Linked DNA regions of Mus musculus: region 2 is linked to region 1. Evidence: chromatin contacts called from public Hi-C data. All regions are on one chromosome and are shown on one strand. The core of a region is the stretch at or near the end of the contact, and the rest is flanking DNA. Distances in the headings are between cores, read along the strand shown. Region 1 has its middle 37 kb from the start of Ddx18. Region 2 has its middle 230 kb from the start of Ddx18.

Region 1 (5,618 bases), core at 1,770-4,269:
GGGATCTGAACTCAGGTCGTCTTACCCATATGGCAGGTGTGCACTGTGTTATCTCCATAGTCCTTGAGAAGTTTCCTATGATCTCCTCCCTCTTGCAGTGTCATCATTATGTTGCATGTAGTTTTAAAAAATCATGCTACCACCTTAGCCTGGGAGCATGGGTGGGGACTGATCGCGATCGATCCTGGAGCGGAGCTGGGTGGGACAAAAGGGAGCCAGAAGGGGCCAGAGCATGGTAGCTCCCGGGCAAAGGCGATAGAGTATGTTTTAAAAAACTACACGCAACATCATTAAGTTCTTTCACTTGGGTACACCTTAATTTGGTCCTACTCCACTGTATGCACTCTGAGGACATGGTGCCCATGCTTTTTCCTTCCCTGTTTAACATGGTATTTGTTGATGTGCACATATAGCCATTGGGAAAATGTCCTGATGCCTCTATTTCAGATATAGCCAGAGGATTCTGACTGAGGTTTCAGAGTTGTATTGTCACAAAGGAGCACTTTAACCATTGGGAAATACAAATGCCAGTAAGCAGCTGTAGTTTCCTTGGTTACTTCATAGCTGACTCCCAGAATACCGAGTCAGGATGAACCTAAGTACAAGACGGGTGAATTTGCCTGATCTTCTCCTCCCTCCAGCTTATGCTTGCTTGCTTGCTTAGTGCTGCTTTTAACAGGTCCTTGATTAATGTCTAAAGGGAGGAGGGGATAAAACGTAGAAAGAATACTATGTGAAGTGGTGCATGCCTGTGATTCTGTCCCAGTATTCCAGAGGCTGAGCAGGGTTACAAACTAAACCAACAAACCATCCAAACAACCAAATAACAACTGTGCCTTAGGTAAGTATGTGCCCTGGAAACCCACAGACCTGTATCTGGATCCCAGTTCTGATTACCAGCTCTAAGACCACAAACAGGATACTTTCTGTGTGACACTGTCCCTAAGGAGATAAGAATAAATGTGTATTCACCCCAGGGAACCAATGACAGGCCAAAATATGGATACCACAAAAGTCTAACTTGGCGAACAGGGTGTGTGTGTATGAGAGAGGTTACTTACAGGAGCAGAAATGACTCAAAGACAACAAGCACCACCAAACCCAGCCGAGCATGGGTGACAGCTCTGAAAAGCTGGCAATAGGGAGTTTAACAGCAGCTTAACAGGTTGAAAAGTATGTTTTCTGGGCAGCTCAGTTGTTCTGAGTGTCTTCCAGGCAACTCAGATGGTCTCTGTCTCTTCTAGGTAGCTAAGCTAGTCTGAGAGTGTATCTAAGCAGTCCTTAATGCTGATATATACTTAGAAATGGAGGTACCTAGTGAATCTTCTCAGTTTCAGGGACTTCCTGAAACTGGTGAGTTATTTACTTCCTTAGCTTAAGGAGCTTCCCTGTAGGATGGAATGTTTAAACTCCCATTAGAACACCACACTTCTTAATGAACTTTCCTACAAGAGGGAATGTTTTATCTTGGAAAAAATTGTCACACAATACTGTTCAACCCTCTTAGGCTTAGCTTTGTCAGTCTAAAAGAGTGGGGACTATTCAGATTATTATTATTGTTGTTGTTGTAAGAAGAAAGTGAAAAAAATGAGGTATCAGGTCCTTGACATATGATCAATTAAATGATCATCTTTGTTATAAACATCTGTAAAGACAGCAGAATAAACCTCAAAATTTATGTGCTGATTCCCTGGTCCTAGTGTATTAGTCAGGGTTCTCTAAAGGAACAGAATTTATAGGCTGAATCTCCCTTTCTCTATAAAGAGAATTTATTAGAATAGATTACAGGTTGTGGTTTGGTTAGTCCAACAATGGCTATCTATTAACAGAAGGTTCAAGAATCCAGATGTTCTTCAGTCTGAGAGGCTGGATGTCTTTGTTGCTCTTCAGTATACACTAGAGTCCTGAAGAACTAGGCTCTAATACCAGTAAGGAATGGACTTGCAAGGGGGAGCAAACAATCAAAGAGCGAGAGAGCAAGCTTCCTTCTTCCACATAGAATGCTAGCACAATGTATGGTCCAGATTAAAAGTTGATCTTTCTACTTCAAAAACCTGGATTAAAGGTGGATCTTCCTACATCGGATTATAACTGTGCCTTCCCACTTCAAATGATTTAATTAAGAAAAAAAATCCCTCACAGCTCTGTCCAGCCATGTGGTTCTTAGCTAATTCCAGATGTGGTCAAATTCACAATGAAGAATAACCATCCTACATAGCGATTATATTTGGAAATAAGGTCTTCAAAGAAGCACAGCATTTCTAGTATCTTCTGTGAATATGACTCCAGGAACCTCATGGGCACCAAAATCTTTGGATGTTTAAATCCCCTTTATAAATGGTGTAGAGTATGCATGTAACCTGTACACTCCCATATGCATAACTCTAGAGATAACAAATAATCTCTACATTACTTATAATACCAAGTATGATGTAAGTGTCATGCAGATTTTTGTTAAACTGTTAGTCAGGGAATAATTACAAGGAAAAACATCTGCATGAGTTGTAATCTTTTTCTGAAAAAATGTCTTCTATGTATTTGTGTGGGGGAAGGGAAGGAAGTGGGGAAGGGGAGGCACAGAACAGCACAAGTTGGAGGCCAGAGGACAAGAGACTGGGAAGGCTTCATGGAGTTATCCTGGGGTAAGAAGGAAAACAGTTTCATTATGTTCTCCTAAAAGAAGTTAGGAGGTTACTGTTTTTGAAACATTGAACTTTAATTTCATCTTTTAGAAGAGCAAATCCCTTCCCATAACATGACAGGAGCCAACTTTTGCCTAACAAAACACAGCCAGTTTAATGGCTTAAAATAGCAGTGATTATTTGTCCAGGGAGCTGGTGTCTGTTTAGCTTGGATAGCATGTCTCTTCTTGACCCATTTATCAGCCAGGTGGACCGTATTAACAGATGGAGGAATGGCTTGTAGGAAGATAGACCCACATGCCTGGCAGTCCCCGGAGCCCTCCTCCTGGGAGCCTCCTCAGGCTTCTTAGGGTTTTCCCCTGGTATGACAGCTGGCTTCCAAGAGTGGGAGCTCAAGAGCCAGCAAAGCAATGGGAGCTGCTGGTAACGGAGGCCTAGACTTGGAAGTGAGTGCTGCAATCGGAGTGCTGTAAGTGAAGCTGCAGGGCAAAGGTCTCAGCTCTGGAAGTCCAAAAGAAGGAGGCAGGCCGATGAGTTTCAATTCACCAGTTAGAGACAAGCGATGTGAAAATAAGAAAAGATTTGTTTAGTGTCTCCTGGGGGGAGGACTAGTGACCCCATGCTTCCCTTACAGGAGCACTGGGTTTAAGTAGAGACAATGCTGCGGTGGGTTAAACAGCCTTCTCAAGGTAGCATCTGCTTGGTCATTAGCTCAGGTCTGGCTCTTCCAGGGGGATTGAAGAAACTGGGATTACCATGATCACTTGAGGGGAGCAATCTGGTTCCCACGAGACCTTACTTTCTAGTCCAGGGTGCGACCTTACCTTGATAGATTGATTATTGCATTCATTTTGTGAATGGTCTTGACTGTAAGGCTCTTTATAGTTTGGAGGCAGCTTTAGTCCCTTGTCACTAAGGTCCTTATAGGTCATTTCTGTTGTTCTTGGAATCCAAGGTGACTTCAGGATAGAATGGCTCAAGAGGAAACACGAAAGAGGCAAAGGTGGAACTAGAGAGGGCAGTGTAGCTAGTACCTGGCTTCCAAGGTAAGACCCAGAACCCTGTCTTCTGATGCCAGGCATGCCGGTTAATGTGGGGAGCGTGCTTTTTTTCCCCCTTTCTCTTTCTGTGTACCAAATTTTGTTTGTGAACATAGTGCACATGGGCCATGGTGTGTGTGGAGGTCAGAGGACAACCTCGGGTGTCAGTCCTTGCCTTCTCCCTTGTTTGAGACTGAGTCTCTCTTGTACTTTTTGCTGTATTCAAAAAGAAGGTGGATGCTTCCTGTGGAATGGCTCTTGAGGATATCCTGTGTCAGATACATACAAACACACTCACCTATACATATTAGGGTGATTGACAACTTGACAGCTATATACCATTAGCTTCTGAGATTCTCCCATCTTTGTCTTCCATCTCCCTGTAGGAGTACTGAGATTACAGGTGCTTCCACTACTGTGTCTTGGCTTTTGCGATGGTTCTAGGGAATCAAAACAGGTCCGCAGGCTTGCACAGCAAGTGCTTGTACCCATGGGGCCATCTCTCCAGCATAGGTCTTTTCCACCTAGAAGAGCAGATAGGATAAACTGCCTATATTTAGAGACATTTTGGAATTAAAAGTAACATACTAGGCTGGGGAGGTAGTTTAGTTCATAGAGCGTTGCCTTGCAAGCACAAAGACCTGAGTTCAACCCTCAGCACATTCATGCAAATGAGCTGGGAATGGTGGCACATGCTTGTAATTTTAGCTCTGGGGACAGACCAAGCAGATCCTAGGGGCTCACTGAGAACTATCCTAGGCTAGTTGGCAAGTTCTAAGCCAATGAGAGACCCTGTCTCAAAAAGAAGGTGGATGCTTCCTGTGGAATGGCTCTTGAGGATATCCTGTGTCAGATACATACAAACACACTCACCTATACATATTAGGGTGATTGACAACTTGACAGGATCTAGAATCATCAAAGAGATGAACTTCCAGGTACTCCTGTGAGGGATATTGTCCATTAGGTTAGCCTCTGGGCATGCTTGTAAGGGACTCTTGATTAGGCTACTAGAAGTGGGAAGACTCACTGGAATTCTGAGCAGTTCCAGTCCATGATCTGAATAATAAGGAGAAAGTGAGCTGAGCACTAATATTTAGCTACATCTGCTTCCTGATTATGCAGTGTGACCAGATACCTCCTGCCCCTCCTGCCCTGCCATCCGTCCTCATGACAAACTGTACCCCAAATGGTGATCCCAAATAAACCTTTCTTTATGCTGCTTTTGTTGGGTATTTCCTAACAGTAAAGAGAGTCTGGTTTTGTTAGGGAATGGTAGGCTAGGCCTAGTGAATTGCATTTGAAGAATTGCTGGATGAGGTGATGGTAAGGTAGGAAAGGAGGCTCCCCCTGTTACTTGGCCCTGACAGAAGGGAATATAGTACAGAAACAGAGCAGACTCAGGAACTCTCTAGGAGAAAATGCTTCCCCCCTTACGTTAGTGGACCCAATGTTGTATGCACACACACACACACACAAACACACACACACACACACACACACACACACACACACACACACGAAGGCTGCCACATTTTTCTAATCTAATTAATCTTTCCTCATTGTGTGAAGCACAGAAAGTGTCTGACATCACAAACCTCAGAGTAATGTTCGGTGTTCGTAGGGTATAATCATTAGTCAGAAATGTGCAAAGACACAATGTCTCATTAATAATCTCGAAATCATTGAGTCCCCCAGACAGTGGTCCCCCTCTTTACTTACACAATGACCAATAATCACTAAAAGGAGGGTCATTCATGATGTGTGACCTACATCTCTGATGATAGAAATCGGCTCAAAGAACTGAACAATCTTATTCAGAGGACTGGAGAGATGGCTCCGTGGGTAAAGTGCTTGCATCAGAATCATGAGGACCCTTCAGATTCTCGGAACCCACATACAGCCACGTGGAGTAGTGTGTACCTCTACTAAGTAT
Region 2 (5,618 bases), core at 1,120-3,619, 190 kb after region 1:
ATGTGTGTGCACGAGTGTGTGTGTACGCATGCCTGTGTGTGTGTTGGTGATTGTGCCTGTGGGGAGGCTGGAGTTACATCTTGATGTCTTCTGTCTCGGTCCACTTATTTCTTGAGGCAGAGTGTGGTGTTAGTTTTCATTGTCAACTTGACACAACCTAAAGTCACTTGGGAATGAGCAAGTTTAACAAAAGAATTGGCTCAGTTAGATGGAGACGTCTGTGGCCCTGTCCGTGAGAGATTGTCTTGATTGATAATTCATGTGGGAGGGCACAGACCATTATGAGGGGCACCATTGTCGCAGGTGGATCTGGGCTAATCACCAAAGCTAGCTGAGCATATAACCCTGTGAGTGAGACAGCATGAAGTGTTCCTCCACAGTTCTTGCTTGAGTTCCTGCCTTGGCTTCTCTCAGCAATGGACTGTGAAATGCCTTAAGTTGCTTTGGCTCAGTATGTTTTATCACAGGAACAGGAAGCAAAATAGAGTGTAGGTTCTCAATGAACCTGGACCCCAACTGCTCTGCAAGGCTTGCTGGTCACCAGTGTCGAGGCTATAGTGACCCCTATGCCATGCTAGGCTTTTGCTTGGGTTCTAGGGACTTAAACCCAGTTCCTCAGGTTTGTGTGATGAGTGCTGTGGTGGTTTGAATAAAATAGCCCCCATAGATCCATAGGGAGTGACACTATTAGGAGGTGTGGCCTTGTTGGAGTAGATATGGCTTTGTTAGAGGAAGTGCATCAATAGCGAGTGGACTTTGAGATCTCAGAAGCTCAAATCAGACCTAGTGGCTCACAGTCTCTTTCTGCTGTCTGCTACTCTGGATGTAGAACTCTCAGCTCCTTCTCCAGCACCATGTCTGCCAATATGTTGCCATGCTTCCTGTTATAATGATAAGGGACTAAACCTCGGAAGCTGTAAGCCAGTCCCCATTGAATAGTTTCCTTTGCAAGAGTTGCTGTGGTCATGGTGTCTCTTCACAGCAATAGAACTCAACTAAGACAAATATTCTATCCCACAGAGCCATTTTCCTAGCCCAGGTGACTGTATGTCTTAACCTAATTCATTGTGTCATCATTTCCAGGAAAGAAACAAAAGCTTAGAATGATTCAAAGCTACACTAACATTTATTTTCAAATGACATTTAAATCATATATGTATATTCTGAACAATATGATGTTTTGAAGTCTATATATATATTATGAGAGGTTAAAGCTATTGAATGAACACACTTATTCCATTACATAATTATGGCTTTCATGGAGGCAACACTTAATGATCTATATACCTTCTTGGCATTTTCATGAATATGACATATAAATGAGTAACTATACTCACTGTACTGTGAGATAGGCCTATTAAAATTGTTCTTTTTGAATTTTTAGTTTTTACATGTGTATGTATATATGTTCATGTGCAAGTGTGTGTGCATATGCACATGTGTGCTTGTGTATGCATGTGCAGAAGCCAGAGGAAGATACCTTTCAGGATATCACCCACCCTGTTGTATTTGAGACAGAGTCTCTCATTAAAGCTGGAACTTGTTAAATAAGCTGACTAGATGGCTGGCTAGGTAGCCCCAGGGCTCCTCCTGTCCTATCTCCCCAGTACAAGGATTACATGCATTGCTACCATGCCTGTTTTTTTCTTTTCTTTAAACAAAAAACAAAACAAAACAGAAAAACAAAAAACATAGGTCATCATGCTAGCAAAACAAGCGCTTTCCAGAATTGGGTCCTTTGATCTGTCTGTCTTGCCTATATCTGGGTAGTAATTCTTTGGCAAACACCACTACCTGATTCTACTCTTGACCAGCCTGGTTTCTGTTAACTCTCTTCTTTTATGACATCAACTCCACATATGTGTTCTACCATATGCTCTTTGTTTCTCTGGGCTTGGCTCCCTTCTAGAACTATGGTATGGACCCAGACCCTCAGTCTTTTTTTCATTGTGGACACCCTCAGCAGCCACACACAGGACTGTAAAGGATTGGAAAAGGCATATGGCAGCAGACGAGCTAAGCTTAGCACAGGCTGTATTTAAACTACCTTAGGAGTGGTCATTTTGTTGTCACGGTTGCCCCAATCAAAGAGATGGATAGAGGGTCTTGGGGCTGCAGCTGTTTGTCTGATCATTTAACCTTCGGAAGCCGGTTTTATTAAAGTGTTCCTGTTGCCGAAAATGAATTACAAAGCTTTCCCTTCTTCTGTAGGAAATAAGAGTGCCCAGATGAGATTACACGGCTTCCTATGATATCTAAATAAGATTAGTTTGCTGAAGATCACATTAAAATCCCATTAAAGAGACAGTTCCGCTCCAGCCCCCCTCCTCTCCTCAGGCAAGTTCTGAGAGAGTTGATGAAAATTGCTCAGGGATGACACGCAGGCTTTGGATACCCCGTGGAGACCCGGGAGAGGGGGTGGGAATATTACCCTAGCCACACTCATTGCAGGAGCAGGATCTGTGTGCATGGCCCATTACTTACAGATGACAGTTCCTGACTCTAAGGAGGAAAGACTTTAGGGAAGAATTGGTAATAAGATGAACAGAACACAGGATGGAGCCACCGAGGTCAGTCCCAGAGAACATCCAGGAAATCATTAATTCATTTTTTCATGTGACAAGGATAACAATATTAATGTTTAAGTATTTATAGTCTTCCCTCGAGCTTGCTTCCAAGAAAGAGAGACTATTTGCTCTCAGGAGGCTGCCAAGCTTGGACAGACCTTGCATGTGGAATGCAGACATCATTATCTTCTCCACTTTGTCTCTGTGCCGATTGGTGTGTGGATGTTCATGCACATGTATGTGAAATGTAGAGAACAGCACCTCTTCTACCCCCTCTACATGCACACTGATGAATGTGTGTGCATACATGCACACACATTCGGAATGTAGATCACAGCCTCATCTGTCCTACCTTAGGCACCACCCACCTTGTATTTTTGAGACAGGATTTCTGACTGGCCAGGAGCTCATCAAGTGGTCTGTATGGCCAAATAGTGAACCCCTGGGCTCCACCTGTCTCTAGCACCTCAGTGCTGTGGTTGCAGATGCTGATGTCTTCTAGCATTCACAGGTTTGTGGTGCATAGACATACATGTAGACAAACACACATACATGTTAAATAAAAACAACATGACCATGTTTCAGGATATCAAACTCAGTTGGACATACCTCACTTGCCACTTGTATTATTTCTTACAACAAACAAACAAACAAACAAACAAACAAACAAACAAACAAACAAACAGTTGTTCTAGAAGAGCTGAAGAGATAGCTCTTCCTGTAAGAGCCCTGGGTATTCATCCAGAGGACATCGGTTTGATTCCCAGCATCTACCCACATGGCATATCTCTTCTGTCTTTAATTTATCTCCAGTCCTTAAGGATCCGAGGGTCTGAGTATCAAACTCAAGTAGAATGAATATTAACCTCGGTTACACTGATCTTCAGTAGGAAGGGAAGTGACTGATGCCATAGCACGAAGCAGGATCAATGGGGTGGCCAGAGCTTGAGTACAATCTGATGAAGAGCTAAGAGGTGACTTGGAAGGATCTGTGACAGCAGATGATACTTGGGGAAGATCAGACAGGCGAGGGAATCTGCAAGAGACTCACTTGGTCTATCTGTCAGTGCTTCTTTGAAGACCTTTCAGTGGTTATATACAACTTGTCTTAACTTTTTAATGGCTGCAATGCAGACTTGAAAACCCAAATGTTATTTGATCCTGATCCTTATTGATCCATTCAGGGAAGATGCTATGCTTGTCAGTTTTGTGTTAACTTTCCCAGAACCCCTGAGATAACCTATAAAGGCTTTGGTCCGTGGGCGTTGGCTCCTTGTTTTTGGTCCTACGGTGAGACAGAAAAGCCTGGTGATGAGTGTGTGGTAGAGCGCAGCTGCTCACTTTGTGGTAGCCAGGAGGAAAAGAGGAAGCTGGGGCCCTGACTAAGACCATATCCCTTGAAGAACATGTGACCAGTGACCCAAGTTCCTTTTCCATGTCCTCTCATTATAGTCTCTTTGATTTATTCCTTGACAATTTCATAGATATCCACAGTGTATCTTGGTAATATCCACTCCCGACTTAATCCTTACAGCTAGGTCAGTAATGCTGTTCAATGGTTCTTTATGGTTTGTGGGACACATGACAGGCAGAAAAGATCACAAACTCCATCTCACTTTATGCTTATCAAAGGTGTGGACCTTGAGGAGGGCATGCGTCAGGCTTCTTGTTTTCACCACAACCTCACAACTTTCACTAGGTTAATTAATTTGTTTCATTTTGGTGTTAAATTAAATTCTTTTATTAGTTGATGCCTCTGCCTCTGTCTCTGTCTCTGTCTCTGTCTCTCTCTGTCTCTGTCTCTGTCTCTCTCTGTCTCTCTGTCTCTCTGTCTCTCTGTCTCTCTCTCTCTCTCTCTCTCTCTCTCTCTCTCTCTCTCTCTCTCTCTCTGTGTGTGTGTGTGTGTGTGTGTGTGTGTGTCCCAGGTGTCTGTCCTTAGAGGCCAGAGAGAACATTTGGATGTCCTGGATCTGGAATTACAGGCAGTCATGAGCCACCTTACACCTTACATGAGTGCTACAAGAGCAGTTCATGCTCTTAACCCCTGAGCCACTTCTCCAGCAGCTTTGGTACCATCTGCACCTCAAAGTTGTTTAGAGATCGATTGATTTGTTCAGTTTTATTAACTGTATATTAGCCAGGCTTTTCTAAGGGTCACAGAACTTATGGAATGTCTCTACATATGAAGGGCATTTATTGTAATGACTTACAGTCTGTAGTTCAACTATCCCAACAATGGGTAGCTATGAACAGACACCATGACCAAGGCAACTCTTGTAAGAACAACATTTAATTGGGGCTGGCTTACAGGTTCAGAGATTCAGTCCATTACCATCAGGGTGGGAACACAGCAGCATCTGGGCAGGCATGGTGCAGGAGTTGCTGAGAGTTCTACATCTTCATCTGAAGGCAGTCAGGAGAAGAGGGAGAATGCTGGCTTCCATGCAGCTAGGATGACGGTCTTAAAGCACACACCCACAGTGACACACTCCCTCCAGCAAGGCCACACCTACTCCAAGAAGACCACACTGCCAAATAATGCCACTCCCTGAGCCAAACATATTCAAATTACCACACTGTGCTTATATCTTTGGTCCCACATTTCATCTTTTCTACATTAAAATGGACAAACTGCAATTCCTCTCTGCTACTTGTTTTAACTATGAAAATGAATCCTTCCTACAGGTAAATACAAGTGTCTTTAGCTACCTAGGATACTTTCAATGACAGTGCAAAATATAAAAATGAAACACTCATAAGGATAAATAAATGATAAACACTTTGAAAAATCAAAATACAACATAAACAGGTTTGGGGGGGGGGAGATTACAAAGCGAGATTGAGAAACTTCAGCTTCTTTCACAAACTCATTTTCTGAGACATCTCTAGGTGTCACTGTTGAGACACCATCTGGAAAAGAACACTATCCAGATTTGACACTGAGAAGGGCTGCTGGGGTAGAGTTTGAGTGTCTTTGAGCATGCGCGCGCGCGCGCGCGCGCACACACACACACACACACACACACACAGACACGGGTGGGGCTCTTTTGG

Evidence for each region. A called contact is a pair of places that touch in the nucleus more often than the background predicts.
Region 2: a Hi-C map of the N1E-115 cell line shows a contact between it and region 1, with 5 times the contacts expected there. The contact joins two enhancer-like sites. A contact is called at or near these places in 18 of 484 Hi-C or Micro-C datasets (the N1E-115 cell line, cerebellum, cerebral cortex and 5 more).

Annotation. Positions count from the first base shown.
Region 1 is chr1:121,602,307-121,607,924 of GRCm38.p6, forward strand. No RefSeq gene overlaps it. Among named protein-coding and RNA genes, the nearest start is that of Ddx18, 37 kb to the left of the region's middle. Within about 2 kb of position 3,020, at least 17 of the 459 cell types and tissues checked have an H3K27ac peak or open chromatin away from gene starts, as enhancers often do. A contact at or near this core is called in the N1E-115 cell line, where this site is marked.
Region 2 is chr1:121,793,197-121,798,814 of GRCm38.p6, forward strand. No RefSeq gene overlaps it. Among named protein-coding and RNA genes, the nearest start is that of Ddx18, 230 kb to the left of the region's middle. Within about 2 kb of position 2,370, at least 4 of the 459 cell types and tissues checked have an H3K27ac peak or open chromatin away from gene starts, as enhancers often do. A contact at or near this core is called in the N1E-115 cell line, where this site is marked.